Linked DNA regions of Gadus morhua: region 1 is linked to region 2. The links are chromatin contacts, called in public Hi-C maps. All regions are on one chromosome and are shown on one strand. Each heading gives the region's core, a stretch centred on a gene start, on an enhancer-like site or on the middle of the called end of the contact. The rest is flanking DNA. Distances are from core to core; before and after follow the strand shown. Region 1 holds the start of fgf5 (fibroblast growth factor 5). Region 2 holds the start of LOC115545864.

Evidence for each region. Hi-C and Micro-C count contacts between places; a contact is called where the count stands out from the background.
Region 1: a Hi-C map of heart shows a contact between it and region 2, with 12 times the contacts expected there. The contact joins the promoter of fgf5 here to the promoter of LOC115545864 in region 2. A contact is called at or near these places in 5 of 6 Hi-C or Micro-C datasets (blood, gill, gonad and 2 more).

Annotation. Positions count from the first base shown.
Region 1 is chr6:25,253,158-25,258,084 of gadMor3.0, forward strand. It overlaps fgf5 (fibroblast growth factor 5), which reads left to right and starts at 3,304. Exons shown (of 3, transcript XM_030357900.1): 1 at 3,304-3,737; 2 at 4,168-4,271. The coding sequence starts at 3,554. prdm8b (PR domain containing 8b) reads left to right here. Exons shown (of 4, transcript XM_030357876.1): 4 at 1-273.
Region 2 is chr6:25,105,442-25,110,607 of gadMor3.0, forward strand. LOC115545864 reads right to left here and starts at 2,127. Exons shown (of 3, transcript XM_030359333.1): 1 at 1,872-2,127; 2 at 842-917; 3 at 1-699. The coding sequence starts at 916.

The DNA.
Region 1 (4,927 bases), core at 2,054-4,553, 150 kb after region 2:
CATAAGGGAAGACTTAAATATGTGTAGGCCTATGTGTACAGTAAGTTGTATTTTATAAGGTTTAAATGGGTCAGGCTATTTCAGAGTGCATGTAATATTAAGATTTAAGATCTATTCACTACAGTGTAAATATCTCGTTTTATTTGAAATACAAAGTGTCATATTTTGTGTCAGTGGGGATTAGTTTGTCCTTCCTTTTGCGGAAATGTACTACTTGATAGTTTATCTAATCATGTTGAATGCATTGACAATAAAATAGCTTTATTTTCCAAATGCGGCTCCTGTGTCAGCAGATGAGGAAAGGTGCTGAAGCATCGCTTCTAATGTGTTATCCTTAGTAATATATTAGTATTATTTTATAGGGCTTATTATAGCGATTAGGATATTTCGTTGTTATATTGACCTTCAACAAGGGTAATTATTGCATTTTTAACGTTGACAGGGAAATTCTATGATTTTTCCACTATGTATTGATCAGAGCAGATTCATACATATAATAATAATGATCATAATAATAATTTAAATAAAATAATGATAATAGTAATAATTGTAATAATACTATTAATAACAATAAGTATCCACAGATACAACGTGAATACCTAATGAAAATAATAATAACAACAACAAAGTTCAAATACATAGCCAATATTATCGTTATTATTGTTATTATTATTGTTAATAATATTAATAATAATAATAATAGGCCTATTATGATTTATTATCGTTGTTATTATTATTATTATTAGGCCTATTATAATAAGTAGGCTAGCAGGCATATTAGTATGCTAATGGTGGGAGCCAGGTCGTTTTAATGGTTATAGCATAAATTGTAGGCGTTTGGTCTGTCAGGAAATAATCTCCTAAAACCGATGTTTTAATAATAATGATAGGCCTTATACTTAGTCTCACCACTTTTAACTTGTTCGCTACCACGAAATACCTGAATGCAAACCCTGAGATAGTTCACCGCAGCAGAAACAAGGCATAATCCTGCTTTTTATGTGAGAAAAACGTCGACCACACAATTGCCTCAGCGAGAATAACGATAAATGATTTGTGTCCAAAAATCGGCTAACAGGGGCATTATATTATAGGGCAGACCAGTAGACCAGTAGGCTTTACGGAAAAATCAAGGCGGCCGCGTCCTCAGATTGTATAGCCTAGGTGTTTGAGAACTGGAAAATCAGGTGTAAAATAGGCCTACGTATATATTATTATATTCTAATAATTAGCCTGTAAATTGCCATAATTAAGATCTTGTCTCAAGGCATTAGCTTGGACGCAAAAAAACGATATAAAGTCCCATGACATGGATATGTTCAATATTCGTCTTGCTTTATCAACATTAACAAAGGCGCAATATAATAATGCGATTCTTGAAGGCCAGTTATTATCTATAGATCTATATCCATAACGATAAATATAAAGTTAGATAGGGCCTGAATATAGTCGTCATGTATTGTTTTAGATGTTACATATTTATAGATTATAGTTACGATTATTTTGCATCTTACTGTATGTTACTTTGCACTGATTCTGAATTATGAGACGCGCTGACCACCATGTTACAGATAAAAGGTACAGCAGTGCCACCATGCGATCAACATGTGCAAGTACATCAATAGTGCACGATACCTAGAAGCACTGTTTGGTCAGTCAGTCAGTCAGTTTACTCAGTAGTGCCTTTCTAGTATATGTTGACATTTACACAATCTACATGATTTCAGATTTGTTTTCACTTTAAGTGGACACTTAAAGTGTCCACATACAAACACATGGTTTGTATGTGTTTGTGTGTGTGTGTGTGTGTGTGTGTGTGTGTGTGTGTGTGTGTGTGTGTGTGTGTGTGTGTGTGTGTGTGTGTGTGTGTGTGTGTGTGTGTGTGCGTGTGCGTGTGCGTCATGTCATAACATTCCTCATGTTGTGCTATTTGATGCATTCAGAGTCAAGATCACCTTGAGTAACATCAAGTATTTATATTTATAAATATACAAGAGCAGTATTACCTATTCCTGACACATAAAGCACTCAATCTACCCACGTGAAGACAGGGACACATTTACACTCTCCCTGGCAGACGGAAGAGCTCTCATTGGCTGCCTCCATGTCACGTCCTGTGCGTGTGTCTGTCTGTCTCTTGTCCTCCTGGTATGTGAGCTCTGTCCACACTGTGGTAAAGAGAGCAGTTAGAGTTAGAGCGTATATAGGCTGCACCTGTTTGCTCCTCAGAGAGAGACCAGTTAATACCACTATAGTGCAGTACGGACCAATACAGACCAGTATAGAGATCGGTTCAGACCATATACAGACCAGTATGATCCAGTACAGATGGTACACACAAGTGCAGACCAGTTACACCAGTAAAGTCTATACCAGTATAGATCAGAATGAATCAGTAAATAGACCAATTCAGAACAGATAGACCAGTGTAGACCATTGCAGTCCAGATAGAGATCTGTATAGATCAGTATTGATCAGTAGACCAGTAAGGACCTGGATAGACAGTATAGATCAGTAAAGAAAAGTATAGAACATTGTAGACTAGTATACACCAATATAGACCATTACAGACCCGTGTAGACAATTTTAGACTAGTCACCAGTTTAGACCTTTGTAGACCAGTAAAGAGCAGTATAGACCAGCCCCGTGTTCAGGTCATCAGCTACAGCCGGTGCCCTGCTGAACTGAAGCTGAGGGCGGTATGGGCCCAGGGCTCTGTTCTAAAGAGCTGCTTAAGGCTTTGATGAACTAATCAAGGGTCGCTGTGTCTCTCGGGAGGGTAGGAACAGCGTTCCTGGACCGTGAGCCAGGGTGGTCAGCCTCAGAGTGTTCACAGAGTGTCTCCTAAGATAATCAGGTTAGGGGAGAGCAGACTCGTATCAGATCCTTGATGAGAAAGATAAACAATGCCTGCTGGGATTACAGGGGTCATCTCCACTGCTTTCCATGTGGTACACTGGTGAGGACTGGCTGTTTGTTTTATAACCACAACAACAACTTGATGGTTTGTGCGTGTATGCGTATGTGAGTGTGTGTGTTTGTTTGCCTGCGTGCAAGCGTTTGTGACAAGATATTTCACTGCTGCCCATAAGACATTTGGAACGTCTTTGGTGACTCCAGTATGTATCCAAACAATTCAGTATGGGTCAGCATGGTAGTTCGTACTTCTGGTTATAAGAAACACTAGGAGTAGCTTTCCGTTGATTATTTTTTCTTACGAATGTTGTTTGACAATCGGAACGATGTTAACCACCCTGCGTAAAATGCCGCGCATAGGCACCTTCTTGCAGCGGAAGAGCCTTGCACCGTCGGTCGTGTTTTCTTTAACGTTACGCGTATTCTGAGCGGACTTGGCAATTCAGTAATGAAATCCGGATGAAAGAGAGTCCATTAAAGCTCTGTCATACATCAAGCAGAAGTGAGATCATTGGAGTTAAAAATATCCATCCCGTGCCAGAACAACTCAAGTACTGCAGCCGAGACAACTCGTCGGTGCGCGCGTTGCCAACATGCAGGAGTGGACGAGCGAAGTCAACACTGGCACCATCACGGAATGATGCGTGTTCCCTTCTATATTCTGACTGTGGCTCACCTGATCCGTGCTGCTGCCGCCGGGACAGAGCGGTTCGGGTCCGGACGCAGGACCTGCAGACTCTACTGCAGAGTCGGCATCGGCTTCCATCTGCAAATCCATCCCGACGGCCGAGTCAACGGGAGTCACGAAGCCAACCACTTAAGTATGACTTATTGAACTTCTCAAGCTGATATAAGATGTCACGCATATGAGTTAAACGCAACTTTGTTTTTAGATTGCATTGCATTGTGTTTCATTGTACTTGATTGTACTAGGCTACCTAATGACATCACTAAGAGTTTAAATGCAATGTTAGTCACACCTCACCAGGTCTCCATAGTAATAAATATAGGTATCAAGTTTCTCATATAGTTGTAGATAGCCAACACACTATGAAAATACATGTACGCCTAGGTTGCAAACATTGAATAATGTTTGAGCACTAAGTAGGCCTATATACTGTACGTCATGCAGTTGAGATGATTAAGTGTATGTATCAGGTTGGAGAAGGTTGGTCCGGTATTATGTTAGAGAACAGGGGTCTGGGGTAGGGTTGGGGCTGAACCCCAGGTAATGGTAACGTCTGTCCCCAGGTGTTGTGGAGCTTTTCGCCATGTCCCAGGGTGTGGTCGGCATCAGAGGAGTTTCCAGTCGCAGGTTTCTGGCCATGAACTATCGAGGACGCCTCCACGCCACTGTGAGTACTCAGCCCCAAGGTGGACCAACAGTAAACCACCAGGAGAGGCTTAGGGAGAACTTAATCAGTAGGACATATTTAATAAAAGTGGGGAGATGGTTAGGGTTAACCCAACCATGTAGGACATATTAAGTTAGGGTGTGGGAGTGCTGCTGGTAATACAGACATACGCTGAAGGTTGAAAATGTTGCTGACACCTTGAGTTGGGTTTTTGATTGATCCCAAGCGATGGTCTTTATGATGGTTCAAAAGGATCTGAGTGGATTAGGGTTAATGCTAGGTCAATGTGGTGGAACGTCAGAGTCAGTACTGCAAACCCTTCCCACACACACCCTCAGAAGCAGCTTTATTAGAACGGATTAGTGTCTTTTGGGATGGTGGCTTATACCTGGAAGGTCGATATTCTTGGTAAATGTATCTCTGTTACATTCATCCAGCTTCCGAACATCCTCTCTGAGATCTGGAGACTCAGAAGACTTTTAAAACCGGACTACAAGGAAAGGTGCAGCCTGTTTACCCCTATCCTTGCCCATCCCATAACCAAGTCAATGTCCATTGACACATTTAGCCTCAACTGTGTGAGTTGAGACCGACTGACAACTGAAAAAGACAGATAAGGGGCTTTAGCTAAAGGTCATATTCCGTATGGGCGTTCG
Region 2 (5,166 bases), core at 877-3,376:
TGTCATTTCAACAGTGGAGCAATCGAAGGGCTCAGGATCACTGTTTGTATCAGACAGGACATTGCTGCTACTAGCATATACCACATCTGCGGTTTCCTGACCTTCAGCTAGAGGTAAACTAGGCCTAGGGGGGTTGGGTGAGGCTGCAAGCTGATTCTCACTGCAACCATCCCTCTTGGTTGTTGCTAAGTAAAAGCGTAAAATGGGCAGCTTTGTTACTTCATAAAGATCCCCAACTGTAGTCAGGGGATCTAACGGGCGCTCCTGAAAATCAGTTAGTTCAATCGCAAAATCTTGAACATTTCCTTCTGCATTTTTCTGACCAGGGAAAAACAGGTTTTTGGCCTGTTCAATTAACTGATCTTTACAACAATTCTTGGACACAGAGATTTTCCTGGTCCCGCCCCCCTTTTTGGCCCTCATTTGTAAGAATTTCCCGTCACGGAAATTCAACCAGCCAATTTCAATTTTACGCTCTTTCTTCTGAGCATTTTGACATGGTAACTTCTCAGACAAGTGTTCACGATCGTCACTTTTTGCTAACTTGGCTTTCAGTCGCTCAAAAAGTTTTGATTTGCGGGCAACAGGATTCTTCCCCTTCAATCTGCAATATCCAAGGACAGCCAGTCGGTCTCCATATGATGGTAGATACTCGGTTAACTGGTCGTCGTTCATGAGCAGGAGGACATTGGGATCGATCTTAAAAAAAGAGGAAAACACACACACACAGCCACAAAACAAATATAATTTAACATAAACAGAAGCAGTAATTAAAAAAAAAATCAAAAAATGCATAAACACACAATTTAGCCTATCTTTCCCCCATTAACAGACTAGTTACCTTATCGTTTTCCAGTTGCTTTATGTTTTCTTCTGGTACATTCCGCGACCTCAAGAACTCGCACAACTCATCCATCCTGTGAGAGGCCAACACAAATATTTAACGAACGGAACAGATGCCAACTACATTGTGATGCATTGAGCACATGGATGAGCTAACATTATGCATTGTACATATTTATAATTCGAAATTCGTCCCACGCCGGGCCATTTTTACTTACTACTAGCGCCACAAGAGGGGTCAAATGACCCCTAAGTCATTTGAATGAGAGGCTGTGCATTTGCACATAATGATCACTAGGTGGCGCCAATGAGCTATTACCGCGCGAGCGCCACATGTGCGTGTCTGTCACAAGCCTAGTCCTCACGATTTTGTCATAAATGTACATATATGAAGTACAAACAGCCTATATTTTCACTAAGGGTTTAAGATTGAATGATGCAAATAAAGTAATTAAATTAATTGAGATATGCCTATATTGTTATCGTGGATATTTTCTCAAGACCACTCCATTCCATCAACTTTATGAACCAGCAGTTGGCTGAGTGGTTTAGGCCCTGCAATACGGGCGACCTGAGTTCGCGTCCTGTACGTCATTTAATTCTTGCCGTTGGCTTATTTTGTAATTTCCTTTATATCAGAGAAATTAGGCTTAACAATTTACTTTTTATGTACTCAGAATTCGAACACCACTACAAAATGGCGAGCATCCTATATAGTGCACTATATCCGTGATAGGGAACGATTTCGAACACTTTGAACTAGTTTAAAAAGAGAAAACATTTTGACTAAAAGTTGACTACAATTTAAGGACTTTTTGTCGACTAAAACTAGACTAAAACTACAAAGGAAAACAATGACTAAAATGTGACAAAATCTAAAATAGCTGACAAAATTAACACGGTGCTAATACTAGAACTAGCTAACATAGCTGCAGCAGAGTGCTTTTTCAAAGGAAACATAAACCAGATGAAAAGACGCTGAATTACTGAATATAGGCTTAAAAGAGCATCTCTACAAATTCGGTTACCTTGCTGTTTCGCCTTGCGAATAGGAGGATGACCGAGAGAAGTGATGACTTGCAGGTTCATCAGCCTCAGGTCCGAAATGATGGCGCCGACTGGTAGCCTAGTAGCGCGTGCCGCTCTGTCGTGCCGATTTCGAACTTGAAGGAAGTGAGGTCAGGGGGCAGGCTAACCGTCGAAAATCTCGTAATTATGACTTTAAATCTCATTATTATGACTTTTTTATCTCGTTATTATGACTTTAAATCTCATAATTATGACTTTTTTATCTCGTTATTATGACTTTAAATCTCATAATTATGACTTTAAATCTCGTAATTATGACTTTTAATCTCGTAATTATGACTTTTAATCTCGTAATTATGACTTTAAATCTCGTAATTATGACTTTAAATCTCGTAATTATGACTTTAAATCTCGTTATTATGACTTTTAATCTCATAATTATGAGATAGTTTGTGGTGTTTTTTTTTTTTCCTGTGGCGGGAATGGGCTTCCATACTATGTTGAGAAAATCGAATCTAATAAAATGTGTGACTGTCGCACCACTACAATTAAAGGAGGACTACTTAAACACAAGAAGAGATGAGACGGACTAAACTCTCATGCGTCCAACTCATTGGATTAATTTTTCAATGTATAGTTGTCGACACGTTTGTGGGTTAAATTATACTTAAATCTACTTTGTATCCACACGGTGGCGGTAACGCAGCAGTCTAGTTTACCTCACACCAGTCTAGCTCACTGTTTCGAGGTCTGCTTATCTTGTCAGAGAAATTATTTTTATTAAATCAGGGGAAATATCAAAATAACAACCGGCTTTACAGAAGTATTAGTATTATCACATATTATGTAGGCCTACAGGGTAGGAAAATAAAGTGGACTATGCTTAGAATCTGGCTTCCACTGAGTTTCATGCCACTAACAATATTGAAAGCTTTAAATGTAATCTGCAACACAGCTGTCTCTTCTCTTTCTTCTCAAGAGAAAAGACAACATTTTGGAAGCGCATGGCAGGATTAGTTTGAAGGCATTCAGCAGCCAACAGGAAGATGACTAACGTTGCCATGCCAACTAACTTCCTGTTAATCCAGAGTGGATCTAAAATGAAGAGAGCATAATCGTCAGTAAGACAACCATTATATTAGTATGCTGTGTTCTGAGTTCTACATCATAGTAAATCTTAATATCTTGTTTTTTCAGGACAATGTTAAAATAAGCTGCTCTCGGATCTCAACATGGAACAAAGATTACTTTCATAAACTTTCAATAGGAGATTTTGAGTGAATATGATGTAAGAGTGTAATTCTTCAGCATCAAACATCCTTTTTGGGATGATTTGTATTTGTATCAATCACAGGTGCTGTATCTTTCAAAAGCACCTGCATCTTCTTAACTGAAGAGACACGAGAGTCCAGTCCCATTTCAGAGGACAGAGACGGCAATGGGAGGCTTATGCAGTTTGAACAGAATGCTGCTGATCGTGTGATTCTATATGCATGAATGGAAGTGAGGCACAATGGGGTGTTTATGGATATATATATACTTTTTTAGCTTCTTCCCTCAGCTCACCTGGCCTCTTTGTTTCGCTTTCCCCAATATTTCCGATCAATTAGGTAGTCTACCATCTTCTTTTGGTTTCTGAGGTTCTACTGAGTCCTAAAGGGGTGTGGGCTCTGGTCCTCTTGAACCGAGGGAATCACAATGTGGCACATAAAGATACAAAAAGTATGGAGGAAATCAATCTTATATACCTTTTTAGTTTAGCTTTCACCAAAGCACTCGTTTGTAATGTTTCTGATGTTATCACTCTCTCCATATCTCTTTAACTTAGGGCTTCGCCAAGATTAAAGTTTTAATTGTGATTAATGGCAGAGTATTGGTGAGTAAACTCGCGATTAATCACATTTTTATGATTATATTTTAAATCCACTCCAATTGAAGTAAAATGAGATTATCAAATGGAATGAAACATTATTATTCATACCAAATGTACTTAATAAGCAAAAACTAGACCAAGTGATCTTGAGGGAGTTTTATTGACTCACTCAGTGTGGGTTGATTATGAAATGTATGGAACACCACAGGTTTGGGAATTGTAAACAGGCTGTCGCTTACAATTGTAATCAGTCACTTTCTGTAAGTGTAATTTAATGTAAAGTAAGAGGAACTCCAAACAAAAATGATTTCTGATATGAATGTTGACATTCTGTGGGTAAAGAAATAAATAAATAAAGAGAACGTGCAATTTGTATAAATCACGTTAAAATAAGAACGCGTTAACTTTCCCAGCCCTACTTTAATTAAATGTGATAACTGAATTTTGTTTGAAACTACCTCTCAAATGTATCACTGTGATTGTCCGATTTATTTTGAACCATGTGCCATTACCTTAATTTAGTGGTGTTGAATGATGATATCCATATTGTTCCATAGTATAGGGCTTATTAGTTATGGTATTCTTAGTTACATTAATAAATAAATATACAATAAAAATAGTAATTGATGAACAGCCTTTTGTAGTTTGTAGCCAAACAGGTGTAGTTTAATGATCAGTCTATAGGTGTCACTGTGTACCTGTTCTGAATATCAACAAATGCAGAGCTTAGCTCCAGAGTAATAAACCACTGACAGACAATGGATAATATCAATAATGTAAAAGCAAATACTAATATTAATACAAAAAATAACAGAAATCATAAATTATTATTGTTTGTGATTTTGTGATTCACTTTCCACATTCAATAATTATTTGTCATATCGATATTATTATTTCGTTTTATTATTATTATTATTATTATTATTATTATTATTATTATTATTATCATTACTAATAATACGAATAATACTGATTATAATACAAGTCTAATGCTTGGATTTCGCTACATAAATTCGGAGGCTAATTAAACAACCTACAATCAACATTTTCTATGATGTATCGCCGGTAAGATGCTCCCAATCCAATTGCAATATTCTTTAAGTAATAAAAGCAACAGTTCCCAAAATATTTTCAATTAAAAGCGGTTAATAGTAGGTGGGATACTAAAGCAAATTAGGCTAAATAGGCCTATGGGGTCGTCCTGAATCGTAACTAATGATAAAAGGAGCAAGGTTGTGCGGGATCAACTCTTTTCGGGATGAAGCAGTTCTGAATCTCCGCTTAACAAAGCAGCTCTCTCCTATGCGGCTGTTATTCTGCTGTTCCCAGAGCGACCAGCGGGTGGTACTGTTGCTCTCTGTTGCGGCTGACGTTAACTTCATCATAATAAACAGCTCACCACTTGGTGGATTCTTCCAACG